Regions from separate parts of the Mus musculus genome. Here all the other regions are linked to region 3. Evidence: chromatin contacts called from public promoter capture Hi-C data. All regions are on one chromosome and are shown on one strand. The core of a region is the stretch at or near the end of the contact, and the rest is flanking DNA. Distances in the headings are between cores, read along the strand shown.

What was found. Promoter capture Hi-C pulls out the DNA fragments that hold promoters and counts their contacts. Capture Hi-C pulls out chosen DNA fragments and counts their contacts.
Region 1: a contact with region 3 is called in a promoter capture Hi-C map of liver, with 2.6 times the contacts expected there. The contact joins the promoter of Hcfc1 here to the promoter of Mpp1 in region 3. A contact is called at or near these places in 1 of 39 promoter capture datasets (erythroid cells), 2 of 115 datasets of contacts at active chromatin or transcription factors (astrocytes and large pre-B cells) and 1 of 9 other capture datasets (liver).
Region 2: a promoter capture Hi-C map of erythroid cells shows a contact between it and region 3, with 28 times the contacts expected there. The contact joins the promoter of Haus7 here to the promoter of Mpp1 in region 3. A contact is called at or near these places in 2 of 39 promoter capture datasets (erythroid cells and pre-B cells) and 2 of 9 other capture datasets (adipose tissue and liver).
Region 4: a contact with region 3 is called in a promoter capture Hi-C map of erythroid cells, with 37 times the contacts expected there. The contact joins the promoter of Mecp2 here to the promoter of Mpp1 in region 3. A contact is called at or near these places in 3 of 39 promoter capture datasets (the HPC-7 cell line, erythroid cells and second pharyngeal arch cranial neural crest).
Region 5: a contact with region 3 is called in a promoter capture Hi-C map of erythroid cells, with 36 times the contacts expected there. The contact joins the promoter of Idh3g here to the promoter of Mpp1 in region 3. A contact is called at or near these places in 2 of 39 promoter capture datasets (cranial neural crest and erythroid cells).
Region 6: a promoter capture Hi-C map of erythroid cells shows a contact between it and region 3, with 22 times the contacts expected there. The contact joins the promoter of F8a here to the promoter of Mpp1 in region 3. A contact is called at or near these places in 2 of 39 promoter capture datasets (erythroid cells and pre-B cells).

Annotation. Positions count from the first base shown.
Region 1 is chrX:73,965,039-73,968,051 of GRCm38.p6, reverse strand. It overlaps Hcfc1 (host cell factor C1), which reads left to right and starts at 1,695. Exons shown (of 26, transcript NM_008224.4): 1 at 1,695-2,241. The coding sequence starts at 2,049.
Region 2 is chrX:73,457,670-73,460,413 of GRCm38.p6, reverse strand. Haus7 (HAUS augmin-like complex, subunit 7) reads left to right here and starts at 1,385. Exons shown (of 10, transcript NM_028633.3): 1 at 1,385-1,579; 2 at 2,325-2,440. The coding sequence starts at 1,475.
Region 3 is chrX:75,129,633-75,132,554 of GRCm38.p6, reverse strand. Mpp1 (membrane protein, palmitoylated) reads left to right here and starts at 1,539. Exons shown (of 12, transcript NM_008621.3): 1 at 1,539-1,830. The coding sequence starts at 1,729.
Region 4 is chrX:74,084,415-74,087,180 of GRCm38.p6, reverse strand. Mecp2 (methyl CpG binding protein 2) reads left to right here and starts at 1,491. Exons shown (of 4, transcript NM_010788.4): 1 at 1,491-1,671.
Region 5 is chrX:73,785,617-73,788,316 of GRCm38.p6, reverse strand. It overlaps Idh3g (isocitrate dehydrogenase 3 (NAD+), gamma), which reads left to right and starts at 1,420. Exons shown (of 13, transcript NM_008323.1): 1 at 1,420-1,542. The coding sequence starts at 1,462. It overlaps Ssr4 (signal sequence receptor, delta), which reads right to left and starts at 1,294. Exons shown (of 6, transcript NM_001166480.2): 1 at 1,011-1,294. The coding sequence starts at 1,077.
Region 6 is chrX:73,226,865-73,229,564 of GRCm38.p6, reverse strand. F8a (factor 8-associated gene A) reads right to left here and starts at 1,259. Exons shown (of 1, transcript NM_007978.3): 1 at 1-1,259. The coding sequence starts at 1,249. The coding sequence ends at 104.

The DNA of each region.
Region 1 (3,013 bases), core at 446-2,945, 1.2 Mb after region 3:
GGAACGTAGACATGAAGACGATAACGCTCCTTTTTCAAGGTTGTTGTGTGAGCTTACAATATTGGCGCGAAAAAAAACAGCGTTCACCATCCGGGGATTTTTACTTCTCTGCCTTTGCTGGGGAAAATTCAAATCTCAAAAAAGGGCGGACCCATAAAGATGTTGTACGCCTGCGCAAAGGTGGGGCGAGAAGCCCTGGGAAGAAGGCGGGGCGGGTGACGCGAGTGGCGCAGACTGCTCCCGCGCTGGCTTTGCTCCGGTGCCGGTAGCCTCCCAGGGCCGCTGGCTGCGGGTAGCCTGGTGCGCTGCAATTCAGAGCGCGTGGCCGAGTCCTTCGGGAGGCGCGGGCGGATGTGGAGACGCCTCGGGGTGTTGCTGGCGCTCCTGGGAGCGGGCAGCAGCTCCGCCCCTGTGAGCTCATGGCGTCACCTTCCGCTCTGGCCCCGCCTGCAGCTACCCGCTGTAGCTGGGTTCTAAGTGTCGCAGAGTGTTCGGAGCGGGAAAAGAGATGCTTCTCAGCAAAGGGTGCAATCGCAGTATTCTTTGCCACCCTTAACTACCATGTGTCATGCCGCCACTGCTAGTTAAAGGCCATTTCTCTGGTTTGTGTCCCATCAGCGACCTGGGAGACAGTTCCCAGGGGGCGTGGCCAAGCGACTGAACGGAGTTAGATTTTCATCCGGGCATCCCTAGATGCCGCGGCCATCTTTGTTTTGTGCTGAAACTCGCTATTGACGCCCGCAGACGACCGGGCGTGGGGAAGTGGCAAGATGGCGACTCCCAGAGTGGAGGCGTGGAAGAGCCCTGGTGGGGGGGAGTGCAGGGCGGGGCACTACTGCACCTGACCTGAACTCTACTGTCTCTAGCTTACTGCACAGAGCACCAACTCGCCCGCAAATAGACAACGCACTGGTTTTTAAAGAAGCTTTTAATTCTTTATGAGCTTTGGGTCCTTTAAGAGGCTTGAGACCAGAGTCAAAGACGTGCGAAGGCGGGGAGGAGGGGGAAAGGTGACGTCTTCTGACCCCGCCCCCTCGCCCGATAGCCGCCATGTTTAGTTGTTACTTCTTCACACAAGATGGCGGCTCCCAGGGAGGAGGCATGATCGCCCTGCCGTTACCGCTTCTTCTGCCGTACAATTGTCACTTCGGGTCTTAACTCCTGCTCTTTCGAGCGGCTCCTGTGGGAAGGAGTCTTAAGGAGGGAAGCGAGGATTGGACGCTGCCTTGCGTTTGGTTTGCTGTGGAAGAACTGTCCAGGAAGAAGAGGATAGGTGGGGTGGGGGGGGGAAGAGAAGCTAGTCTCAAGATGGCGGCTCCCAGGGCGGCCGCCACAGCCTGAATAGCAGAGGCGGACTCAAGGGAGAGGTGCAAAACCTCTCGAGCCATACGGGTCGGGGCTTCGAGCAGCAACTGAGAGTTGGAGCCCGTTCCGCCAGCCTCTGACACGCCTTTATTACTTAGGAACGTTGGGGTTCTGCGATCGGTGGTTGTACTAAGTGCTGGGTGGGGAAGCAGGACGGTTTCAAGATGGCGGCTTCCACAATTGTGGTCTGACTGTCGGCGAAGTTGAGACAACCGCGGCATTTGTGGCTCTTTTCCACCCGCCCCGGAAGCCAGCCAGTGCTGGGGACGGGGGGTGTGGGAACCGGGCCGGGGCTCCGCCATTTCCGGCGGGGGAGGGCTACGACTGAGGAAGGGAGGAGAGAGAGGCGGCTCAAGATGGCGGCTCCCAGAGCCTCCTGCTCGAGGTTCTAAGCGGGAACACCCAGGCAAATAGTTAGAGCGACGGCGCTCAGTGGCCTCCAGCTTCTCGGGAATAGGTGCTCTGCAGTTCTGAGAAGCTTTTAAGGATACGAGCTGAGTGAGAAGGGGGGGAAGAGCCAAAGGAAGGAGGATAGTTAAGATGGCGGCCTCCATGGAGTCGTCCACCGCTGTGTAAGGAGCCGCTTCTTCGTGAGAGCTGCCTTAGACGAAAGGGGGTGTGTGAAGAATTAAGGGTATCCTCCCATTCAGTGACCTCTTCCCACTGCATCCTTAACCGGAACTATGGCTTCGGCTGTGTCTCCCGCAAACTTGCCAGCGGTGCTTCTGCAGCCCCGCTGGAAACGGGTGGTGGGCTGGTCGGGTCCCGTGCCCCGACCCCGCCACGGCCACCGTGCAGTGGCTATCAAGGAGCTTATAGTGGTGTTTGGCGGCGGCAACGAGGGGATAGTGGACGAACTACACGTGTACAACACTGGTAAGTGCTACCGCCCTGGGTTTCTCAAAGTCTTCCCTCCATCTCTCTCCTAACCCTTCTTTTCCCTATCTTCTCTTTTCCTATCTCACTCCCCTGATGTGTTTTCCTTCTCTCTTTGCACTTATTGCCATCTTTGCTTTCTCCCTGATTTTTCAACCCCCGTTCTTACACCCCCGTACTCTTCTGTGTTTAAAGGTTGCATTTCGGTACTTAGAGAAACCCTCTACTCCGACTGGTGAGGGGGAGGGGATGTCGCGGGCGACAGTGACTTCAGACGTACACCGTTACCCAGTGGGCTGGGGCTGGCGCGGCAGCGGATGTGTTCTCTTGGCGCAGGCGGAATCCTCCCCCCTCCTGCGATAGTCCTCATCTCCAGCGCCCATGCTCGTTCGGGAGAAAAGATAATATTTAGATCACAGATCCGTTCTCTACACCCAGAAAAAAAGAGGGAAGCATTCTTTAAGGTGCAGGCTTTTAACAGACTAATGAGACCCTCGTGGCAAATACGAATGGCATGATGACTATACTGCCCCCCCCTACACACACATGGGGGTATTGTACCAGTTGTGAATTTTTGTAGTTTTTTTTTCCTTCAAATTATTTCTTTTCCTAATCTGGTGCCTTAACAATTGAGTTCCCCCACCCCGCCCCCCATAGCAGACTGGAGGGCTCAGTGTGTCTTTTGTGTGTGTGTGTGTGTGTGTGTGTGTGTGTGTGTGTGTGAGAGAGAGAGAGAGAGAGAGAGAGAGAGAGAGAGAGAGAGAGATTGAAG
Region 2 (2,744 bases), core at 136-2,635, 1.7 Mb after region 3:
AGAGTATGTGAGAGTATACAGGCCAAAGGTCATTGTTGGGTATCTTTTTCAGTTGTTCTCTACATTATTTTTAAATATTTATTTTTATGTGCATGCGTCTTTATTTGCATTTATGTCTATGCACCATATGCATGCTGTGTTCAAGGAGTTTAGAAGAGGGCTTTGGGTCTTCTGGAACAGGAGTTATAGCTGGTTGTGACCTGCCACATGGGTACTGGGAACTAAACCTGGGTCTTCTGCAAGAGCACCAGCCATTAAGATTTCTTAATGGCTGAGACATCTTACTTTTTGAAACAGGGCCTCTCACTGAATCTGAGATACAGAGTTTTTTTTTTTTTTTTTTGAGACAGGGTTTCTTGGGTTTCTCTGTGTAGCCCTGGCTGTCCTGGAACTCACTCTGTAGACCAGGCTGGTCTCAAACTCAGAAATCCGCCTGCCTCTGCCTCCCAAGTGCTGGGATTACAGGCGTGTGCCGCCACAACCGGCTACAGAGAGATTTTTAAGCGGACTGAGTGGGAATGAGACACAAGAGCATCCATGAAAGCCAAAGGTAGGATGGAGATGTGGGGCCTGGTCAGCATAATGATAACAATGAACATTTACCTGTCAGACTTCACCTTAGGAATTTCATAGAAATGATTGCTTCTTTTCATCTTCATTTGTAAACCAATGAAGTAGGTGCTCTCATTATCCAACATTTATTTGAGGGCAAGGAAGCACAGAGAGGTTAGGTAACTGGCCCAAAGTTTTCTGGGTGTGGTAATGCTTACCTGTTATCACAGTGCATTGAAGGCTGAGGCAGGAGGATCACAAGTTTGAAGTCAGTCTGGGCTACAAAGCCAAATCCTGGTTCAAAGTTCTCCAAACAAAACAGACCACACAAACCAAAACAAAAGTCACACAGCCTGTGATTGGCAGAGCCAGATTTGAATTTAAGAACTTTCCCTCTGACTTTGTGTGCAAAGGAGACAAGACAGAACTTTGGGCCGAGAAATGGTCTTAGTTTTTCTATCAAAGCTTGCCTTCATCAGTCAGGATCCATCTACTGCCAAAGAGAACCTGAACAAGGTAGGAGCGCCTCCTCCTGGATGAGCCCGACCTCTTTGAGTCCCTCACTTCTGCCTCTAAAAGGAGCTACTCAGCTTTTGGTTAAGTCCTACTCGGCCCGCCTCCTCCTCTCTGCCTCTCCCCTCCAGCCCCGCCTTTAGCCCGCCTCTGTCCTATCCTCGCCCAACCCTCTTCTCTGCACCCTGCTCCCTGAGGTGCGCGCAGGCAGTGACAGAGCGGCAGCCCAATGGGAAGGCTTGTTGGAAAAGAGGGTGGGCCTTTGTGACGCCCGTCCCGATGGTTGGCTTCGCTCCTGCCGCGCGGGTTGGTGGGCGGAGAGACCTAAGAAACTGGTGAGCTTTTAGCAGTGTGGCGGCGGCCTGTAAGCTTGGGGGGCGTGAACCAGTTGTAGTTCAGAGCGCGAAACATGGCGGAGGAGGGTGCCGGTGCCGGGTCTGATGACAGCTACTACAAAGATGTGGGTGATGACTGCGTGGTCAAGGCAGCTGTAGAGGTGTTCGAGAAGCTGAAGGTACTGTGAGCCAGGGGAACCGCTCCTTGATAGGGGACCAGGTGGGGCCCCGTCCCAGTGCCATTTGGAGCTTCCTGTGGACATTGACCGCACCACAGGGGTCCACAGTGGCAGGCCCTGGCAAAGCTTTGGGGGGGGGGGCGACTTGCGGACCATCTGTCTTAGGTCTTTGGAGTCCTCGGACCTCTGCTCGTGCTGTTCCAACAGACCATTGCAAGATTGAGGCTGGGGACTTGGAGCCCATGAAAAATGGAGAACGCGGGCCCCAATCTCAAAGAGCTGGAAGTGGGTGGAGTTGGGTTTGAGGGGACAGATGGGCTGAACACCTTGCCGTTTTGTTGGGTCAGAGACAGTGACCTCCAGGTGGGTTTAAGGTACATGCAGCAGTGAGGAGCATGACCGTGTAAAGTTAGGGAGCTATCCCAGGCCCATTGAACCCCTTGCTAACCTCCCTCCCATCTCCCCTTGCTACTGACTCAGTGATCACTTTCAGTCTCCCTCCACTGCCCCTCAGATTTAATCGTAGTCTTCTTAACCCATTCTCAGGCATGTTCCTAGTTTTATGGCCGTGAAACCCAGAGGGAACACACTTAAAAGTGGTGGGGCAGCAAGTCACAGGAGCAAATGTAGGGTGAAGATGAGGGACTTGAACTTTTGACAAGGCCAGGAAGGGGCACAAACTGATAGAAATGCTTAGCCACCCCACAGTAACCGGCTTCCTCTGACTTGCCTTTTCCTTGTTTAGGGTGTAAACTGCCCCTTCCTCGACGGCCTGTATATTACAGAACCAAAGACAATTATGGAGCTGCTGTGTAGGCCCTCAAAGTACCGGTTGGACATACTGGAATGGATGTGTATACGGTAATGCTCTTTGTTCTTTCCTTTCCATGAAGTGTCTTCTGGGGGAGATGGGAATGTGTCATTTTAGAGGGTCCCATAACCAAGCCAGCTCCAGGAAAGCTAACTGAGCCATGACCAAGATGGTGGGGAGGTGGCCCTGGCAGTACAAGATGGACTTTAATGAAAGCCCTTTCTGCACCAGGCCTCCTGGGCTTTTGATTGTGTTGAGGCTATATGATGTGGTTCTTGTCACTGAGCTCTGATTACTGTCAGCTTGGACAGCACCTGATGATCAGAGAGGGACGTTGCCCAGAAACCCAGTGAC
Region 3 (2,922 bases), core at 290-2,789:
TGGCCTCAGTGGAAGAGGATGCACCTAGCCTCACAGAGACTTAATGTATCAGGGTGGGGGAATACTCAGGAACCCCCACCTACTCAGAGGAGAAGGGGGGATGGGAGAAAGAATGGTAGGAGGAGGTGACTGGGAGGAGACAGTGAGCAGGATACAAAGTGAATAAATACAATAATATATATGATAAAAAGAATAAAAAGACTTGATTATGTGTCATGTTATAAAAATATATAATTACATTTTCCTTAAAAATATATACTCTCCAACATCCATATATTTAAGTGGAATAAAATATTCTGATTTTTTAAAGTTCTTTTTCTTATTTACTTATTATTAGTTTTGTTTTGAGACAAGGTCTTATGTATTCTAGGTTGCCCTCAAACTTACTGAGTGACTGAGAATGACTTTGAACTTCTGATCCTATTAACTCCACCTCCAAAATGCTAAGATTATAGGCACGCACTATCATGAATAGTGTGTGCATTACTGAGAGTTGAACCCAGGGATTTTGCATGCTAGCTAAGCAGTCCGCCAACTGAGGTTCATCTTCATTGTGTATCACATAAACCAAGGTTCCAATTTCATCCTTTCCAGTTCCACTGTCAGTTAATGAAAGGCCTTATTTACTCACCTAGCTGTTTTTATTATTGAGTACCTTTGTATATGGGCACAGAGGTGTTACATAGTTGATTATTCTGTAACATTGCTCAGTGTATTCTCTTCCTCTGTACCAAGATCTCCTCCTTTGCCCTTCTCTCCTCCCCTTTTCTCTTCTCTTCTCTTTTCTTCTCCTCTCTCTCCACCTAAAAGTAATTCTTCTAGGGACGGGGGAGAGTGTAAGCTATCAATCATACAAGCTCTGAATTTTAGGACAGGATTCCCAAGGAGCCTTTAAACCCAGTAAACATTCATTTTGTTTAGAAAGTCTTTCATTAGTCTCCAGACCATTTGGAAGTTTAGGGCGTTTACTCCAATTCTTGAAGATTATTTGTTCCATTTGCTTCTGTTGATTCCTAGAAATTGTGTGGCATTAACAACAGGAGATCTGGCCTAAGGTAAATAAAACCAGTTTGCTCTTGAGGGCAGTCCCATCTTTCCTCGCTGAATAGCATATACCAATGTAAATGATGGTACCAGCAGCACACTTTTACAAGTCTAAACCTGGAAAGGTGCATTGGCCTTGGGACCAATTTAAGAGCCCCTACATTCTTCAGGGTAGCTGGTTGATTCCTGATGTCAGGAGCAATCTGGATGTAAAGTTCACTCAGCTAGTTGCAACTCGTGGTTGGTAAAAGAGCTGCAGTTGCAGTAGTTGGACATTTTGGGATCCGCTTCGGTAGTTCACAGGTCGTGCGAGTAAGAGAGAGAATGGAAGCTCCTGTCTCGGAATTTTATCTTTTCAGGGATGCTGGCTGCGCATCTCGACAGGGCCCGCAGAGGCGTGGTTAGAGCGGAGCTTTCAAGCAACGCTAAACTGCGCCTTCTCCAATCGCTAAGCACAAGGAAGGCCAAGGCGTGGGTGGGCTTAGGGGCGGGCCAGGGTGGAGAGTAGGCGGAGCGTGGGTACTGCTCTGCTTGGCCCTCCTGGCTCTCAGCGCAGCTCTTGATCCCTGCCTCCTCCGCCGCCTTAGTCTAGCTCGTCTCTGAACAGGCCGCAGTTCCCCGATTTGCGATTCCTGGGCTCAAAGCTCTGCGGCTACTGCGTCTGGTTGTCTCTGCTCCTGAGAGATGACGCTCAAGTCGAGCGAAGGCGAGGGAGGGAACAGCATGCGCACCGCACTTTCGGACCTCTACCTGGAGCACTTACTACAGAAGCGTAACCGACCTGAGGTTAGCGGGACCCCTGGGGTCCTCTGGGTTCGGGTTGGGTCTAGGATCCAGGCCTTTCCATCTGCTGCTGGATTTTTCCTATCCATGGCCTTGTTCCCAAGCGCTCTGTCCCCGGATGGCCAGATCTTGGGTGTCTTGCCCCCAGGGTGGAGGCCTTAGCACTGGGCCCGATTCCTGCTGAGATCTGGGTGTGGTGGATAGTTGCCTGGAGCAGCCCTCCTAGGTGAAAATCCCGAGAGGCAGGCCAGGACTAAATGAATACTTAAGGTCAAAGAAAACTTGCTCATGGATGGAAGTCTACTAACAGACTTGAAGAAGGAAAATAAGACTTTAAGGAACACATCCAATAGTAGATCTGCCTGGCTGTTATTGAGCGTTTGTGTTGTTTCACAGACATGGTTGTGAAAACCAACTTCGTGCTCTAAAAAGCTCACACATTTCCCTCTGCATTTCATTTCAGGGGGTCTCCTTGTGCTATGCTGTAAACTAAGGTAGCATTCATATTCCAGTGTTAGACAGTAAATAGTTATTAATCTAATATGTCAGGCCTCCAGAGGTGGTTGTGATTAGATTCTATGTAACATGTCTCCCCCTCCCCATTCACCTACGGACCCTGCTCCCTCTGCTCCCCAGTCCCTTCTCCTGGGAGATTTATGATGCTGCTTGTGATACAGCGAAGATGGCTTTGTGATAGGAAGGTACAGCTATTAAACAACATACATTACTTACACAAAATGTTCAAAGATGATACTAGATGAAACTGAGGAAATAAATCCAAAAACCTTTACAGGAATGGTAGCTATTATGTGTTTTGATCACTTTTTTTTTTTTGATAAAGGGAAAAAAAGAAAAAGTGAAGAATTAATACGAGAAAAAAATCCATATTATGACAGTTGTATTCTGGTTCCTCAATTCTGGAGCTCTGTTTCCTTTTCCCTATCTCTGGTGTCATTTCCCCTCCCCAAGCTAGTTTTGGAAGTATGGTTATTTAATCTTGCCTTTCTATGCTCCACACCCAAAGTCCTCTTTTAGTAACACTGACAGAGCAACTCACTGCTTAGGGGAAGAAACTGTGCACCAATTAAATGTCAG
Region 4 (2,766 bases), core at 242-2,741, 1.0 Mb after region 3:
ACAAATGGTTTAGAATGGCCATATGGGAAATCCTCTAGATTTCCCCCACTGTAGTAAGATATTCACTTAGGTGATCCTGTCCCAAAGTCAGCCATCATCCTTATTTTTTTTCTTTCTTTCCATCTGATATCCAATACTTTTGGCTCAATTTTTAACATAAATCTTAACTATCACAACTTATCAGATTTCAACTGCTACTGTCCTGGTTAAAGCCTTCATCATCTATCTTTCTTCAACTGCTGCCAGGACCTCTGGACCAGCCAGTTCTTCATTCTTCACTGGCAACATAGGTTTTATGGTGACAGCTAGTGACTCAAATATTTATCAAGGGCTTCTCATCTCAAAATAATCTCCTAGTTCTTTTGGTGGCCTAGGTCTCTCTCCAGTCACACTGGCCTCCTTAGTAAGGCAGGCATAGTCCTTCCTTAGAGTGTTTAAACTTGCCTAGAATGTTTTCCCCAATTACCCATATTGGGAGACGACATGAGGGCAAAAGCTAGAGGGTATCATAATAGCACTTCTTTTGTCCTTGCCCTATCTATTTCAAAGTCTTTATCTCTGTGCAAAATTTTAAGTTCTACTTTCTTGTATGTTTAGTATGACTCTTCCTTACCAGGAGTCTAGTTTGTCTCCTTGTTCAGTACTAAAACAGTGCCTAGCAAATAAATGAATAGAGAGGGGAGCCAAATTTGAATCAGAAAGTCTCTTGTTGCATAGTGTTTAAAAAACAAACAAAGAAAGAAAGTCTCTTGTTGAGCATTTGTTTAGCACAAAGAGCATTGGATGCTGACTGGTATCAGGGTAAGGCTGCTTTGACAATGCTCCCTCTGGCCTCACTCCCTTTTATACGTACTTCCATCAAACCATCTGATTCAACAATGACAGACCGATCTCTTATGGGCTTGGCACACACCATCTGCCCATTATAAACGTCTGCAAAGACCAAGGTTTGATATGTTGATTTTACTGTCAGCCTTAAGAGTGCGACATCTGCTAATTTAGTGTAATAATACAATCAGTAGACCCTTTAAAACAAGTCCCTTGGCTTGGAACAACGCCAGGCTCCTCAACAGGCAACTTTGCTACTTCTACAGAAAATGATAATAAAGAAATGCTGGTGAAGTCAAATGCTTATCACAATGGTGAACTACTCAGCAGGGAGGCTCTAATAGGCGCCAAGAGCCTAGACTTCCTTAAGCGCCAGAGTCCACAAGGGCCCAGTTAATCCTCAACATTCAAATGCTGCCCACAAAACCAGCCCCTCTGTGCCCTAGCCGCCTCTTTTTTCCAAGTGACAGTAGAACTCCACCAATCCGCAGCTGAATGGGGTCCGCCTCTTTTCCCTGCCTAAACAGACAGGAACTCCTGCCAATTGAGGGCGTCACCGCTAAGGCTCCGCCCCAGCCTGGGCTCCACAACCAATGAAGGGTAATCTCGACAAAGAGCAAGGGGTGGGGCGCGGGCGCGCAGGTGCAGCAGCACACAGGCTGGTCGGGAGGGCGGGGCGCGACGTCTGCCGTGCGGGGTCCCGGCATCGGTTGCGCGCGCGCTCCCTCCTCTCGGAGAGAGGGCTGTGGTAAAACCCGTCCGGAAAATGGCCGCCGCTGCCGCCACCGCCGCCGCCGCCGCCGCGCCGAGCGGAGGAGGAGGAGGAGGCGAGGAGGAGAGACTGTGAGTGGGACCGCCAAGGCCGCGGGCGGGGACCCTTGCTGGGGGGCGGGTAGGGGCGGGACGTGGCGCGGGAGGGGCCCGCGGGGTCGGGCGACACGGCTGGCGGATGGCGTCCCTCCTCTCTACCCTCCCCCTCCCTCTGCCGCCGGTGGTGGCTTTCTCCACTCGTCTCCCGCAATCGCGAGCGACGGTTCTCAGCGCGATCTCCCTGGAGCCACCTTCGAATGACGCCCTCCCGCTGCCCGCCCCATCTGTGCGCATCCTAGGCCCCAGCTGTGCAAGCGCCCTTGTCGTCTGGGCTTCGCCAGTTGGGGCTGCGCGCGCTCCTGCCCTTCTTGGGGCTTTGGGCCTCGGCACTGTCGCGCGCCCGCGGTCCCGGCCTCTCCCTGGATCGCGCTGTCCCCTTCTCCCTCGCGCGCCCCCACTCCCGTTACTTGCTCCCCCCTCACACACACAGACTGGCGCGCGTGCGCAGTCCATCTCCCGTTGGGAGAGTGCGCCACAAGGGCTCCTGAGCTCTTACCCCCATCTCTGGGTTTTGCTCCCTCCTCCTCCTCTCCCATTCCGTGACTTTTTGCCCCCACTGCAAGCGAGTCGGTCCATCAGCTCCATTCCCCACTTGGCAGGAACAAGTTGAGGGTTATTGTCCACCCACAAAAAGGACTAGACATTATGTTCCTAGGTCCCACAACTCATCATAAAGAGATGGTTGTAGTTCTCATCAGGAACCGTGGGCAAGGGACTGTGCGTTCCTCAGCACTCGAAGCTCTTCCGTGAGACCATGCCCGCAGGGTGCTCTGGTTCTTTGGGGATGCTGTGCTGTGGCTTCGGAATATGAGCGTCTTCCCACCCTCCCTCCCCTCCCTTCGCCAGCGATCATCCAGTTACATAAGTGGAATGGGACGTTGTATGTAACGGGCTCTCTTCGTCCTGGAGCGCTCAGGATCGCCAGTACCAAATGGGGCGAGATCATCGCATCGCTGTGACTCCTGTCACTTATCTTTGAAAGTTCATTCTCTTTTTAGTTTGGTTATGGCTGAATCACTGAAAATAAAACACAGGTGACTTTTATGTGGCAGTGGCAATGTTTCTGAG
Region 5 (2,700 bases), core at 171-2,670, 1.3 Mb after region 3:
AGAAGTAAATTCTGGGCCCAAACACCAAACCTGCCCCTGTAAACTAAACACCCCTGAGGAAAAGTTTTCATCCAACTCTTCTCCAAATGTGATGTCTTGAAAGAATGACCGATTAAGCTAGAGAAGACCTTGTACCGGCATAAATGGCAGGAGGAAAATGCCTGGGAATGGCTCTCAAGGCCATATTCCACCAACCCTTCTGTGACCTGCTCAGCTGGGCCTTTCCCTGTAGACACTATGGAACCCCTAATAGATGTTACAGCCAGGTTTGTCTTTTTAAGACACTGCTAGCAACAGACTGAAGGATTCTCTGAGGGGTGGGTAGAAGGGATGGCCAGAGGCTACCTGTATGTACAGAAACCAAATCGTCCTTAGTTCAGGCTCTCAGGTCTGAGGTGCTAACATCTTTCAAAACACATGCCGGCACTCCAGATTGAGCTCAGCCCCACTACCACGTTACAGATGTCTCACAAATATCAACGGGTCTGTGCACGGTTCAATTTTGCTATGAACTTTGGGGTGGGATATACCAAGGCGTCACAAAAAGTCGAGGCTCTGGGCACTAAAAGCCCTTGCTCACTTCATCGGTTCCCTATCTAACTCGCCTAGTGCCCTTACTCTGATCTGCCTCCCTCTCTTAGGTTTCTCTTGGGGAAGCCTGGCCTATGCAGCATTGGTTCGTAGCTGCCAGCACTGCTCTTGTGCGACTACCTTTTGACACAGGAACCAGGGACATACATATCACCTTCCCTGCTGGAGCTGGTGGTCGGAGCATGGTACTGCTTTGGGGGTTCTCCCAAAAGCAGACAAGGAAGCAACCTGGCTGTCGGGTAAACGTGTGTGTGGTGCTTTGGTCGCCACGACACAACACCCATCGGGGGAAGATCCCGTCAGTAGCGACGAGCCCCGGGAAGGGCCAGATCCCCACCTCGCGCACACCCTTCCTCCCCCCAGCACCACCTGCCAACAGCAGGGGCGCGCCCCGAAACAAGCTCCGGCCAGGCCGCTACCTGAGCAGCAAGATAGGCCAGACAGCAGGAGTAGTGCCAGGGCGCCGAAAGATGCCATCGCCGCCATCGCCTCTTCTCTTCCGAGGGGAAAAGAGAGCAAGCCACCCTGGACATGCGGAGCAGACGAGGAAGCGCGACGCGTAAGCGGCCTCAGCACCCAATCGTGCGTCGGCGGGCTGGGTCGGGCATGGTGACGTCGCTGGCGGCACTGACGTGTCCGCTTCCCTAGCCAGGGTCCCAACCGGTCGCACTTCCCTCCTTCTCAGCCTTCCCCTCCCCAAGATGGCGGAACAGTGCTCTAGGCACCGGAAGGGGGCGTAAGAACCGGTGTGACTGTGCGCGTGCGTAATGCTAGCGTTTTCTCAACCCATACCCCGGATTTCTCGCTGTCCCCAACTGTCGCGAGAACGGTGCTTAATGTTTTGACCTGTAGAGGTCCTCACTTTTCGTCATGGCGCTGAAGGTGGCGATAGCTGCTGGCGGTGCTGCAAAGGCAATGCTCAAGCCAACTCTCCTCTGCCGTCCTTGGGAGGTGAGTGGTGAATGGGCGGTGGGACATTTGCAGGCTTACAGAGGGACTTAACACCCAATTGAGACCCGGAGTCGGGTAACGGCTCTTTGAGCAAACACGGAATTCGATTGGCTGTGCGAGCCATAGGAGGGGCGGGGAGAGGGCTGCACTCTGGGGTTCACTGGTTGCTTCTGCTGTCCGTGAGGCGGTTGGCCGAAATTGACTCTGATCTGGCTCCTCTGTGCCTTCCTCCGGAAGGGTTGGGAAGGTAGACCGCAGTAGCTAGGTGTCCCCTCCGTAGTGTCCTTGTGGAAGCCCTTTTGAAGAGGCCACGTGTCCTGGCCCACCTTGCATGTACCATCTAAGCCTGTTTCTGGACTCAGTTCCTCCTTGGTTTTCCCTCTCTTAGACTGCTTTGCCCTAGTGGAGGTGGAAAATCAGACTTTATCAGTATCTCTCTCGCTGTGTGTCTCTCGCTGTGTCCCCGCGTTCCCTCTCCCGGTTTCTCTCTGTCTCGTCGAACACGCGGTTTCTCTCTGTAGCCTGGAACTCACACTGTAGACCAGGCTGGCCTTGAATTCAGAAATCCTCCTGCCTCTGTCTCCCAAGTGCTGGGATTAATTAAAGGCATGCACCGCCGCCATCTGGCTATCCATAATCCTTGATCCCTCCAGATCTTCCGCCTACCAAGCACCTAGATACTTGATTCTAACCAAAAGGCCAACAAACAAGCCCAAACCCCTGTAATGAGAGTGAACCAGGGTTCTAAGACTGGAAGCTTCTAGGGCTTTGCTTTCCTGGTTCTTTCTTTGGAGTCTTGGTTAGCTGGTTTAGCTCCTGGGTAGCACTGCTTAGCACCAGAAAACCAACAACTAGCTCTGGGGAATAAGAGCTATGACCTCTAGGCCTTGCTCTTCCACTGACCTAGAATATGGCATTAGGCCAGCTCTCTTTTCTCTCTGGGTTCCAGTGAGGAGAGAGGACTTTATGTTCTCAAAGCATTTGCTGACTCTGACCTTCCAGAATGCCATGGGGTTTTTTGTTGTTGTTGTTGTTGGGGTCTTGGGGGCTTTTTTGTTTTGTCTTGTTTTGTTTGGGGAAGGGAGCTACATATGCTACATGAAATTCTATTTAAAATAGGGACTTCTGGTTCAGCCAGATGGCTGAGTGGGTAAAGGC
Region 6 (2,700 bases), core at 10-2,509, 1.9 Mb after region 3:
GAAAAGAAAAACAAGACAAAAACAGACAAAAAAAACAGAAGCTAGATCACATGTTTCATCACCTGTCCCCAAAGATAAAACAAGTTGGTAAGAAGGTGACTTATCAGACACCCTGTCCAGAGGGAGAGATGGTTTCCTGCAGAACGAGGTGGAGGAGGTGGTTCTGCTCAGCGGTTAGCAGTGGCCACATCTCCACCTGCAGCTTCTTGATGCCTTCAGTGTCCTTTTCTTGGGCAGCCATGACCAGAGACTGCAATAACAGAAACAGCTCCTCAGGAAGCTGGCCGCTGGTATCCTGGCCATGGCCATCGAAAGCCTCCCAGGAGTACTTCTCCAGGGTCTGGGCATGCTCGGGCAGCAGCTTGGCAGGTGGTGGTTGCAGGAGCAGCAGCAGCAGTACACGGGACACCTCACACCTGACTAGGACGTCAGCAAAGGCACCGAGTGTGCCAGGTGAAGGCGCAACAGAGCCTGGGGCGTGGTCCGGGGGCTGCGGGAGGGGCAAGGTCGAGCCCAAGACAGGTCTCGGCTGGGGTCCCGACAGGGGTGGCTGGGGCCCAGAAGGCGGCTGCGGCAGCAGCTCGAGTTGCTGTACCGGGTGGCCCCCATGCTCCCGTGCCAGGCGTTGCATGCGTGTAAATAGCGCCAGGGCGCCTGTGTAGTCGCGCGCCAACAGCTGGCAGGAGGCAGCATCACCAAGCGCTTGCAGTGCGGCCAGTGGCATCAGGGGCAGGTGCAGCTGGGCAGCCCGCTGAAAGTGACCGGCAGCAGCGGCCGGCTGGCCCACTGCGCGAAGGGCAGCAGCTAGTTCCAGGCACAGTGCAGCAGCGGCGGCAGGCTGGCCGAGCTCGAGGTGCAAGCGCACAGCGGCGCCGAGGGCGCTGGCGGCCGCCTGCAGAGGCTCCCCGTAGGCGGCGGGACAGCCCAAGCGTTGGCGCGCGTCGCACTCCTGCCGCAGGAAAAGTCGGGCCGCCTCTGTGAGGGCCAGCGCTTCCCCGGGCCCATGGAAGAGCGCCTGCTGGCAGCGCGCCACAGCCAGCTGGCACCAGGCAGCATAAGGCAGGCACTCCTGGGCGCGCAGCTCCCGGGCTAGCTGGGCGAACTGCTCCCCGGCCTCGGCCACGTTCGGCTTCCTCAAGAAGCGCTTCTTGAGCTTGTTGGACACCTGCCGATAGCGTGCCAAGAAGTCCCCAGCCTCTGAGCCTGGCCAGGCACCGCCGCCCAAGGAGGACGCAGAGCCCGCAGCCATGTTGACCGGCTAGCCGCGCCGCCTTACTTCCGGTTGAGGGAGGGCTGAGGGGGAACAGCTATGACTAACGCTACGCTGCGCCTAGCCCACAATGGGATCACAATTCATCACCTCCGCTTCCGCCTCAGGCGCCCCAGCGCTCTGCTGTAGCCACAGTGATGTGCAAAGTGCTGTTGAAGGAGGGATATGGAGGACTATAAAAGCCAATCAAGGAAGAAGGGCTGGGTGCCTACCCAAACAGTCCCCGTATGGAATTAAATTCTGCGGGGGTGGGGCTTGAGTGACGCAAATGGAGGGGGCGGGTCCAGTGCCAGTCAAATATGCAAAGGATTTCTCTGCTGCCAGGATTAGCATCGTACCCCTCACTTCCTCAACAAACATGAGACCTGACTGAGCAAGCTAGTACAGGTCCTGCCATGGTGGGAGCCTTTGCTAGTTTACAGCTTATTTACAATCATATACACATTGATATACATATCACCTGCAATCATATACACATTGATTTTGAAAGAGTTTTCATGAAGGATTTTTAGCAGGACATGCACTACCAAAGGCACTTTAAATTAGCTATTGTACATGCATGTGTTTCAATTTATACCAAGTATTTAAAAACAAAGAAGGGATTCCTTTTACTTTATTTTGAACTATCTCAATTAGTCCAAATGATTACCTACCAGAACTTGAACAAAAGGGGGGAGTGTACATTATTAAATTTATATATAAAGGATTATATACTTGCACCTAGTAGAGAATTACGTGCCTGAAAATAATTTGTCAAGATGTACAACAGAAGCTAATTTTCATTTCGCAAATTCTCTTGTCTTCTCCTTAGTTTTTCATGGTGTGATACACTTGGATCCTATCCTCCAAATTCTAAAAAAGCAATCCATTGATCCAAAAGTCAAATGAACTCAGCAAATAAAGGATGTGTTAATTTTCTACTCTTATCGTGAACCAAAAAATAGAATTGTGCATAGCAGACCTATCATTTAAAAGCATCAATGGAGGCCTGAGAGAAAGCTTACTGCTTAAGAGCATTTGTTGCTCTTGCAGAGGACCTGAGTTCATTTCCCAGTAAAACACACAGACACATAAAGAAATAATTTTTAAAAACCATCAATGTCTTGATCAATCTCTCTCTGTCTCTCTCTCCCTCCATCCCTCCTGCCCTCCTGCCCTCCCTCCCTCTGAAAAAAGCCAGTATACCAATTTCTCTCTTAAATGACAACCTATCCCATAGAACAGTGATATATCACATATGTACTTTAGGTTTCAAATGAGTGCATTTATGTATATTGCAAGCAAATGTAAAACAATAAACAACATAATACAGCACATAAATAGAAGAGGCAGGCAGCAAAGTATTATCAAACCAGGCACTTACAACCTTTAGCCAAAAAGACTTAAGATAGCTTAATTAGTTAAGAGAACAAAGGGAACATCATTAAATT